2 separate regions of the Triticum aestivum genome follow, and region 1 is linked to region 2. The links are chromatin contacts, called in public Hi-C maps. All regions are on one chromosome and are shown on one strand. Each heading gives the region's core, a stretch centred on a gene start, on an enhancer-like site or on the middle of the called end of the contact. The rest is flanking DNA. Distances are from core to core; before and after follow the strand shown.

The links. Hi-C and Micro-C count contacts between places; a contact is called where the count stands out from the background.
Region 1: a contact with region 2 is called in a Hi-C map of leaf, with 4 times the contacts expected there. The contact joins the promoter of LOC123053929 here to the promoter of LOC123053912 in region 2. A contact is called at or near these places in 4 of 5 Hi-C or Micro-C datasets (leaf and an unstated tissue) and 1 of 1 datasets of contacts at active chromatin or transcription factors (leaf).

Annotation. Positions count from the first base shown.
Region 1 is chr1A:428,375,663-428,380,580 of IWGSC CS RefSeq v2.1, forward strand. LOC123053929 (probable ADP-ribosylation factor GTPase-activating protein AGD11) reads left to right here and starts at 3,319. Exons shown (of 9, transcript XM_044477558.1): 1 at 3,319-3,644; 2 at 3,784-3,839; 3 at 4,193-4,292; 4 at 4,528-4,603. The coding sequence starts at 3,583.
Region 2 is chr1A:428,149,106-428,154,828 of IWGSC CS RefSeq v2.1, forward strand. LOC123053912 reads left to right here and starts at 1,273. Exons shown (of 7, transcript XM_044477534.1): 1 at 1,273-1,755; 2 at 2,350-2,783; 3 at 3,693-3,845; 4 at 4,624-4,716; 5 at 5,336-5,394. The coding sequence starts at 1,323.

The sequences.
Region 1 (4,918 bases), core at 2,069-4,568, 230 kb after region 2:
ATGTATGTCGCGCCTCTTGGGGCATCGTTTCAGGAGCTCCTTACCGGCCAGGGGGACCAGTGATAGATGGAGGATGTTGTTCGTGCTGCTTGGTCGTGTCCGGCGATGAGGGAGGTTTTGACTTCTGTGGCAACGATGACGGTGGTGAGCGTTGTCGTAGGCATGGCTTTGGTCATGGTAGTCGGCTCTTCTCCGACTGTCCGTGAGATTACCTCGGCTGCTTGTTGCTGTGAAGTCGAAGCTGTGGTGCGGGGCTCCGGTAGCGTACGATGACGAGCGACATGTGGTCCGTTCGGCGATCTCCTGTGACGCCAACCTTGTTTTGTTCTCCGTAGTTTCTCCGCCGGAGTCGGAGCTGCGTTGTCTTGCGGTGGACGGATGGCGTTCCGTCTTGTAAGTGTAGTGTTGTTCTGCAGCTAATAGGGCTGCCTTTTCCTTTTTCCTTTGATCTTCGGATCCTCCTCATGTTGTTTCTTCCGCTGCTTTCTGCTAAATCTAATTGAAGCCAGCAATTTGCTGGATCTTTAAAAAAAAACAATACATGGTAAAAAGACTGCAAACGGAGTCGTCCATTAATTAAGAAGAGAATAGAGTTTATTTTAGAAGTGACCAGATTACACAAAAGTTGTTACTCTTCGGGTATTATTTTTCCCAAATTTTGGCTCATGTGGTAACCCAAAGCTTAGCTTCACATTTGATGTTATTGTGCAGGATTGGCAATGGAGTGCTCTTGTGCCTAACCCAAAGATTAGCCTTGCATTTGATGTTATTGAGCAAGATTGGCACTGGAGTGCTGTTGTGCTGGAAGACTTGCATGCTCCTTTCACTCGAAATAGTACAACTAGGGCCTGTTTGTTTTGGCTTTTGCAGCTTTTCCACTATGAATCCAAAAGCCAAAGCCAAAAGCCCCTATTTAGGAGTTTTTTTTTGGATTTTAGGCCAAAGTGAAAAATCTACGAAAGCTGAAGTATAAGCCCAAACAAAACAGGGCCATAATGAGCATTGTGAGAGAAGTTATAACTTTTCTATTGCGGATGTTTTTGCCGGATAAATTGATCCACCACTCCTTGATGTAGCGCTCTAAGTGTTGAGGGCGTGTCAGTGCTCCCAAGGTGGAGCCACTCATTTGCCAAGTTTCATAAGGGAAGGGTGAAGCGACACTTGAAGAAGAGGTGCATCCTAGATTCTTGCTCCCTCTTGCATAGGGAATAAGGAGCACAATTTGACCACCCCACTTGGCTAATTTATCAGTAGTCAAATTCCTATCTTGGATGGCCAACCAAGCGAAGAGCTTGACCTTGAACGTAGACCAAGCCTTCCAAACCGTGTGCTCCATAGGAGAGTAGAAAGTTCCTATGAATTATGCGAAATAAGTGGAAGTCACCATGTAGTGGTAATTATCCGTGTGCTTACAAACTATGTCGTCCTCGGCATCCTCATCAAGGTGGAAGTCGCATGGGAGCGCCCAAAGAGCAATGAATTGGCAAATATGAGCCATGGAGAAGACCGCATAAATCTTGATTTTGAAGACCCAAGCAACTGCATTTAGGGCCTCCCTCACTTTCCAACTTTTCCTTGTGGGTGCCCCATCGATGAGAGGTGGGATCTCCTTGGGCTTCCGGTCATGCACCAAAGGTGCATCCCAAAATGGAGTCTTCGCACCAATACCGACGGTGATGATGTTGGAGGCATAGAAGAGATCAGGGTCCTTTTCGTCACAAGGATTTCTCATTCCAACCCATAACTTGGTTGGTTCCATCCATTCAAACCATGGCTATCTTAACCTTAGAGCGCACACAAATTTCTCGGTGTTGAGCACGCGAAGGCCCCCTCGTTCAAATGGCCAACATACCAAGTCCCAATTGACTTTGCACTTTGCTCTGGTAGTCTTGTTTGAACCGGACCAAAGAAAGACATGCTCAAGCTTGTTGGTGTTGTGGAGATTGCTCAATGGAATGATGTATTACAGTAAATCTCTTGGGAGGAGAGCACGGACTTAACAAGCATGGTACGCCCAATGATGGTGATGTCTTGCCCTCCGAAGGAGTAAAGCTTGGTCGCAACCTTGTATTCAAGGAATTTTAATCCACTTTCTTTAGTTGCCAAACGGATAGAGGAAGACCCAAGTATCTCATTAGGGAGGAAGTTCTTGTGTCCAGCAAGAGGTAGCCGCAGCCAATTGAAACGACGAAGCTCTTGTGGAAGTTGGTATAAAGGCCTGTGACATTACTGAACCATTTCAAGATGACAGAATGATTATCAATGTCTCTCTTGATGGGTGTCATGAACACCGCCACATCATCTGCGTATAGAGAGGTTCTCACTAAGGTGGCACAACCTCTAATCTTGTGGAGAAGGCCCCTTCTTATAACCAATTCAAGAAGTTGTCGGAGGGGTTCAATTGCAATGATGAAGAGGAGGGGTGAGAGCAATACGTGTACGCGCCAAGTAGGGCGGTGATCTAAACTTGCTTGGAAAACCCTTTTTTGAAGCACTTCACCGAAATGTTTGTGAATGTCAAGCTTGGAAAGAAGGGATGAACTCTTTGCTTTTGCTTTCGGGAACCCGGCGCACGAGATTCCTCACGCTATGATCATCTTAGAGCAGTCCAAATCTCAAAGTGTCTTGGCGTAGCATGAGCACAACAAAGTACTCCCTCCATTCCTAAATGTAAGCTTTTTTTAGAGATTTCACTACAAACTATATACGGATGTTATAGACATATTTTAGAATGTAGATTCGCTCATTTTGCTCCGTATGTAGTCCATAATGAAATCTCTAAAAAGACTTAGAGGGTGCTTGGATCCAAGGAACTTATTTTAGTTTGACTAAAAATAGTCTCTTTAAGAAGCTAAAGTTCCAAGCACCCCTGACTAAAAAGGGGCTAAAACTAGCCTTGAGACTAAAATATTTTAGTCAGGGGTACCCCTACTAAAATATGGATTAGTCCTCTCTCTCCTCATTTAACTCCTCTCCTTTAACACATGCGAGTTGTGGATTGGAGGGTTTGAAGGATAATAAATACCCATTAACTTGATTTTAGTCTCTTTAGTATTTAGATCCAAGCATGGGTGAGGCTAGCAAGTTTTAGTCCCACTACTTTTAGTCATGAGATTAAAACGTATGCAAGCACCCTATTAGAAACGAAGGGAGTAAATCAAACTGAATGATCATCGTCATGCCGGCGGTGCATGCATGCTGCCAGAGTTTTTTTTTTTTTGAGAGATTTCACATGCTGCCAGAGTTAGTAGACGAAGATGGATGGATTCAGACATATATTGGGCACGTGCGTCAGCATATAATTCGGGCGTCCACATCGTCTTCACCGCCTATTCTATTCTTGGTCAACCGCGCTTCCACCCCCCACAGAAACAGAAACAGAAACGACGACGATCGAGGAACGGCGCCAAGACCAAACGACAGGAGCTCCGACGTCGCCATGGCCCGTCTCTTCCTCCGACCGATCTGATCCTCGCCGGGCTCCGAATCCACAATTTCATCATCGGCGGAATGTGGTGATGGGCCGCCGCCACGCCCACGTCCTTGTCTGCGTCGCCACGAGGATCTGAATAGGAGGAGGGAATGGACGAGGAGAACAGTCTCCTGCATTTTCTTGATGATACACCCAGTTCTCATTACAGGAGGTGAGCAGCACACATTACAATCTCCTGCAATTCCCCCCTCTGATTTTATTTTTCAATTTTTTACAATCCCCCATAAATCATGTCTACATGTGGATTCGATGTGAATTTGTGATTTGATGCTCCTTTTCTGCCTTCCAAGGACATGCGGTGGATATTCATCCCAAAACGACGGCGATGATCACTCCGATACATCAGGTTTCTTTCTTTCTTTTTCCCTGGCGTCGTGATTCTGCCCCTGCAAATTTCAATTTGAATCCATGATTTATCTTAAATACAACGTGGATGGTTCGGATAGATGGGGCGTATGCATGATTTATTTTAGGCTTTGGTTCAACGTTCGTTGAGCCTTTGCGGTCTGCGCTCTGCACAACTAATTTCCTATCCCTTCATCTGTCTGCAGTACATTTGTTGACCCCCTTCCTTCATTTCCATCCTCGTTGATCTCATTTCTTGCTCGTATTGCTAGTGACACGTCCGAATATATGATGAAATTTGCTTTGTCTGTATTATGATGTGGCCTGCCAATGATCACTTCCAATGCTTAACAGACGCAGATCCATCCAATGCAAGGGACAGATTGGAAACTCTACTTAACCAACCTGCCAACAAGTTCTGTGCAGATTGTGGCACGCCAGATCCAAAATGGGCGTAAGTGTCTGCTAATTTTCAGATGCGCGACATTCTTACCTACTAATTCCTACTGTATCTGCTACGTCTGATGCTGTTTTCGTTAGGATTGTGTTGTTTCGTGGTGGAAATACACTATACATATGCCAATTTTGGCTGCTACAATTTATGTCGAAATGCTTAACGCTCGATCGTCATCATATTCAGGCCATGCAAATATTTTCTCACTACCGTTAACTGGTGTGGGCATTTGCAGGGCTTTGCCTTTCGGTGCGTTCATTTGCATCAAGTGCTCTGGAACTCACAGAAGTCTTGGAGTACACATATCAAAGGTAAGCAATGGGGTCTATGTAGTTCTTGTTGTTGTGTCGTATTCTCGTCTCCAATTTTACTTTAGCTGGACTTGTTCCACATTTTGCGATCCATAAGACCAATACTTTATACTTGTACCCTGAAGTTGCTCAATATTTTGATTAGAAAAAGCATGAGCATAACTTTATTATTATTTATTTTTTGAATTAGCTGATCCGTACTTTTCGCAACGGCCTCCTGTATTTGTTTTGAAATCCCTACGGAGTTAATATGGTGAATATTTTCTTGACAGATCTTCTACTGAACTAATCAACTATTTTTGGTTGAGTGTGCAC
Region 2 (5,723 bases), core at 23-2,522:
CTCGAACTTTAACAGTATGTCAAGTGCACCTAGCTCGGGACACGACCAAACTAAGTTTTAATGCCTTGGCCAGTTGGCCTACAGCGTGGACTTGGGCTCCATGCTGACATTGGCATGTCTATTTACAGAAATCATTATTATAGAAAATATTCACAAATCAAGTTGAATTTAATAGAGATGACATAACCATTATGAAAATATTTCAAAATCTCGTCCATAACATATGACAGAATGAGAATTATCAAACATGATATGACATGTGGATGGTCTTTTAGTGTCATGATCGGGATAGTGAGGCGACGACGTCATAAAGTTAATAATGTCCTCCCCACCCTATCCCCGCTCTGATGATGCACCGAGTGTCGACAAAGGTCGCGTGGAGTTGTGTTTCCAACGGATCTGTTTCGATCTGGTCGGCCTTGGTCTCCAACGGAATCATCTAGGCTTAGTCGATCATCTTAGTCGTTGGTGTGTTTGCGTGTATAGTCTTTTTGATTTAGATTCTTCTTCATCGGTGACAAACCGTTGTTCCGATATGTTGGGCTTTGTGGTTTTTGCATGACAATCTCTCGACTGTTAATTATAATATGGTTTGTTTTTTTCGATGCGGGCAACGCGCCTTCGACTCTTTCAAGTGTTTTTTTTAGTAAAAGGCGAAAGAATAGTTCGCTTTGTGCTCACCACGCAGCTGCGTGACTCTTTCAAGTGTTTGTAGTTGTGAAGATGGTTATTATTATGATATTATCAATACATTCTTTCAAGGGTTTGTAGTCGTGCAGATGGTTATTATTATCAATACATTGGAGGATGTTTTTCTTAAAGTGTTTAACCTTTTTCAGAGACAAATTCTGCAAATCAACTGCAGACTCCACCGCGCCGTCGGCTCACTCGCCGCGCCACGCGGCAAAAAACATAAATTTGACCTCAGGACGAAACTATTTCACAAACTAAACTATGTTTGAAAGTATTTTACCCAGCTGACCTCTAATGTGCAGCGCCCAACAGCAAGGCGCTACACTCTTACTATGCAGCGCCTAACACACAGGCGCCACACTGTGCTGTAAGGAGTTGCACTACACTGTGTAGCGCCTAACTGTAAGGAGTTGCACAGTAAAGTGCAGCGCCTTACTGTTGGGAGCTGCATAAAAGAGTCAGCAGTGTAAAATATTTTCAAAAACAGTTTAGTTTGTAAATATTTTTGCTTTGAGGTTAAATTTGTCAATTCTGCCGCGCCACGCAGGACAACGGATAAGTAACAGACGCTTGCTTGGCTTGTCGGCTTCCGGCACCAAGCACCTCTGATCCGCCGGGGCCGCAAAGCAATGGCCGCCGCAGCGGCAGCAGCAGGCGCGGCATCCTCCCTTGTCCCCTCCACTTCCCAGCGCCGCCTCCCCTTCCGTCCCACCCCGACCCGCCAACCCCTCCTAGCCGCCAACAAGACCCTGACGCTCTCCCCGAAGCCACCCCGCCTCCTGCACCCCCTCGCCGCGTCCCCCTCCTCTCCGCCTCCGCCTGAGGATGCTGAGCCAACCGACCCCGTCAAGCTCGCCTTCGCCCGCGCCGCCGCCTACAAGAAGGAGAGGGCTGATCCCAAGCCACCGCCACCGCCACCGTCGCCTCCCCCTCCGCCGCAGCCTTCCGCGAAGGAGTCCAGCGGCAGCAAGGAGGCCTTCGAGCGGGCGCTGGAGTACAGGAACGGCAACGGGGGAGGACTGGACGGCGGCTCCTCGCTTCTCAATCCGTCGCCGACTTTCGGTGAGTAGAGCCGCCAAGGCTCTCGCTAACTTGGTTGGTTCGCGTCGTCTCAGGACGCGCTCTGCAGGGTGCAGAAGTCGTTTGCAATCAGGACATAGTAGAAACTGTTGAAATCAAAAGGAAATGGGTGCGTGTTTTGAATAGAAGCGTGTTAGCCGCTAAATCGAGGTGTCAAAGCCTCATTCTGTTCTTATGATCGCTCGTTATGTGTTGCTTATGAAAATGTGGTCGGAGCTGAGGATTAAGGGTGTTTTAAAGCATGATTATTAAAATGTTGGTTGGAGTGGAGGCCTTTGCCATTGTGGTGAGGTACTTGCAAAGTTTCTCTATCTTTCTGTAATGATTCCAGTTCTGTTTGTGCCAGAGAGTTAAAAGTATATTGGCATATCATCTGAATTCTGGAACAGCAAACCACGATGCCGTTTAATTTGTTTCGGTACTGGCCAAAAAAGAAAAGAAAAATCCAGTACTGATCGCTTCAATATCAGATCCCCCACATTAACAGTTAACTGCTCTTTAAATTCGCACAAATAATTGATTCTTTTATTTTATTTTTCCTATTTCAATAGCTACCATGGTTTGTTCTATTTGCAGGCCAAAGCACGTTTACTAGTAAAGAGGGTGCATTTGGCAAAGTGGCAAAGAAAAAGGGAGGGTATGCGTACGATGAGACCGACTTTTTGGGCCTCGGTTTCTTTGAGAAAAAACGTTATCAAGGTCCACCACCAGGGCTGTCTCAAGGAATTGATCCTTTTTCAAATGAAGATTTTCCTGAGGTGGAGATAGTAGTTGGCGACCCTAGTAAATTTGGGAAGTCTCGTCGTTCAACTGAAAATCAACCTGTAGATGCTAGCGAGTCTGAGGAAACTTCGCGTTCAAAAGACGGCAAACAAAATGAAGATAGCAAGCTTGAGGAAACACCGCTTTCAACTGTTACTGAACCTGAAGATGATGAAAACTCAGAGTCCTACAAACCCAGGGTTACAACGTGGGGAATGTTTCCACGGCCACAAAATATTTCAAAGGCGGTAAGATCAAACAATTTCCTATCCCACTAGTTTTAAAGGATGCTGCAATTATTATTATCTTTGAACCGGGTTATCCCCCTTTCAGCTGTTACACTGAGCAGTGATTAGAGTGGAATGATAGAATACGATGAAATGCATAATATCTATGTGCCAATTACTCTGAATATTCTTGTAACTTTGCTCGGAGAAAGTGAGAACCATTTGTTATGACTTGACTTCGGTGTCTGAACCTAAGGATTTTCTGGAGGCACATCTATCTCTTTGAACAAAAACTTGTTGAAGTCATGGTAAATTGGTAATGTTACTGTAAACAATTTCTGGTCAGCATATTTAGTGTTAATCCATTGGAAGTATTCACTATGACGAAATGGGAAATTATTCAGTGTAATATTGTTTTTACAGGATAACCATTCATCACAAAATATAATTTGAACAGTCATATTGGTGCACAATGTTTGATTCTAGTTCTGGACATTTCATATGCCTTGTTAAGGACAACATGACATCATCCACTATGGCTCTAGGCCACTGTCCAAGAACCACATATAAGGAGTAGGAATTATGCAATGCACATCACATATATTTGGGCTGGTTTAGACTTTTAACAATTTTTTAGGTATTTCCATGTCTGAAATACAAGATAAAAACACTTCTAAAATTTTCTTGCTATCTACACTGCTTCCTTCTTGTTTGATTGATATACTAGGAAAAACATCTGAAATACAGTTGAAACTTATTCTGTAGTGATTGTGCTCTTTTGCACATTTCCTTGGCTTGTTCTATACATGTTTCAAAATAGTTTCCTTTGTAAAACCATTAGCAATTTATTTGATATAATTCAATTAGGAATATAGGCTCGTAGTAGTGCTACCTTTTCCCAGTTTTGATATTTCCTTACTTCCTCATTAGTATGGTGGTGGAAGAAATATAAGCCTTGGTGGAGAGACCCTAAGTGCTGAAGAGAAAGCAGCTAAAGATAAACGTACCAGAGAACTACTAGCTGCATATATTGGTGGAAAAAACAAGACACTCGATGCAAAAACAATGGCAGAGTGCACCAAGGTACATGACTGAAACATCATTCCATGTAAATTAACCGGCAGTGGTTTGTTTATTAAGTACCCGTGAACACTATATGTGTGGGTTTTCCTGTGTCAATCGAGGAGCCTTTAAATTTTTTGATCGGCACTTTGTATCTGTATACTTGCAGGATATCCTGTATCTATTTGTGGTTGAATAGAGAACCTATACATATTTATTTTTTCATGAATTAACTTCTGATCAACAAACCAAGTATTTTCTTGCTAGCAACCTTTTTGTAGATAATAGAAGCTTCTTACTCCGGGCTCTGCACCAATAAAATTCACACAACCATTTTTTGGATAGCGAACGTGGTGGCAGCGATGTATAGTAGGAAAAATATTAGATGTTGTTTGGTAATATTAGAATCCGTCTAGTGATAAATCAGAATAATAGGTAATAAGGAAGTTCAGGTGGAGGTTATTAAATAATCGGTGCAAAATAATTTTTTGTAGAGCATGGATAACTGCTAGTTTCTCATTGGAAAATTGTTGATGATTTGGCAAGCTAATCAGTGTAGTATATGCATTAGTTAATTTTCTTCTGCTCTGAGATAAACCATATGGATATTGTTTGTTAATGAATATGTTTTGCTTTTCTAAGATCATATCCAGGTTTTGAAGTCAATTGCCACATTCTCCTTTTGAACCCCGTGTTAATCCATATGGATATACCTATTACTACTTCTTTAATGTCATGGGCTTTTGATGTTTTCATACTTTGGTTTACGATAATGATTTTTATATTTTGCATGTTTAAGGCATTGAAGGAAGGTGACGAACTTATGAATGCTGGAAGGCTGAAACAAGCTTTGCCTTATTATGAAAAAGTGATGCAGGCTGCGGACTTTAAGGTAAATGTTATCATTAAATAAATGTTGGCTTGTGGTAATTAAGTGGACCTCTCTTCTGCACTCTTTTTAATTGTGAGAAAGCCAATATTGTTGCTGTTTTAGTTCCGAATCACAGTAATAGCACATCATAGCCCTTCCATTTTATGCTCGAGTACGTTAGACAATAAAATTGCACCCTTGTGACAAAGCTTGCTGCACCTAGCATGGACAACTTGCAGAAAGTCCTGTCCTCTACAGCAAATTGCCCCTTCATGCTAGGCAGATCCATCCGACTTCTATCTGTGCGCTGGGTCTATCTCCAATTTAATTTACATCTACGCAGATCCACGCTCTTATATTTCTTTACAGAGGGAGTACATATATAGTCCTTATTTTTGCACTAGAACTACTATGGATATTAGTTTTGACTATTTTGTTAGGACATAGCATCTGAAGGAATGCAAGTGCAGTTGCTGTAGATACTTAAAAGTAAGCAGCATCATGTCGTTGTATGCTCTGCTTCAGTTCAGATACGAAACCTCTGTATTTTGTCACACAGATGCTCCTTGTAATATGCCTGTATTCCTGCTTCATTGTGGTGTCCTTGTCGTATCTTTTACTCAAAGTAAGTTACATGCAGACCGAACTTCATGGATTGGCTGCGCTCCAGTGGTCCATCTGTCTGGATTCACTCTGCAGGTACCCTTTGCTCCCTTTGTCCTTTCCTGCATGGCCGTTCAATTCATCAATCATGCATGTTTTTCCTGTTAAGGTGCAAACGCGATGCAATATTCCAATCCCCTGAACAAACCTACTATATATTTGGCTCTCCTGTTTTGGACCTGGTGTTTTCTATGGTTTACTACGATTACTGTGTGTGTGAATCCATGTTCTGGTGTGCAGATTTTTCGCATGCATGCAATGAATTTTTGAGTTAAGCTGCACATGAACATAAACATGCACCAATACTGTCAGTCTGTTACAATCTCCATATTTCTGTTCTTTTGAAACTTATCTGTGTGGTTCTC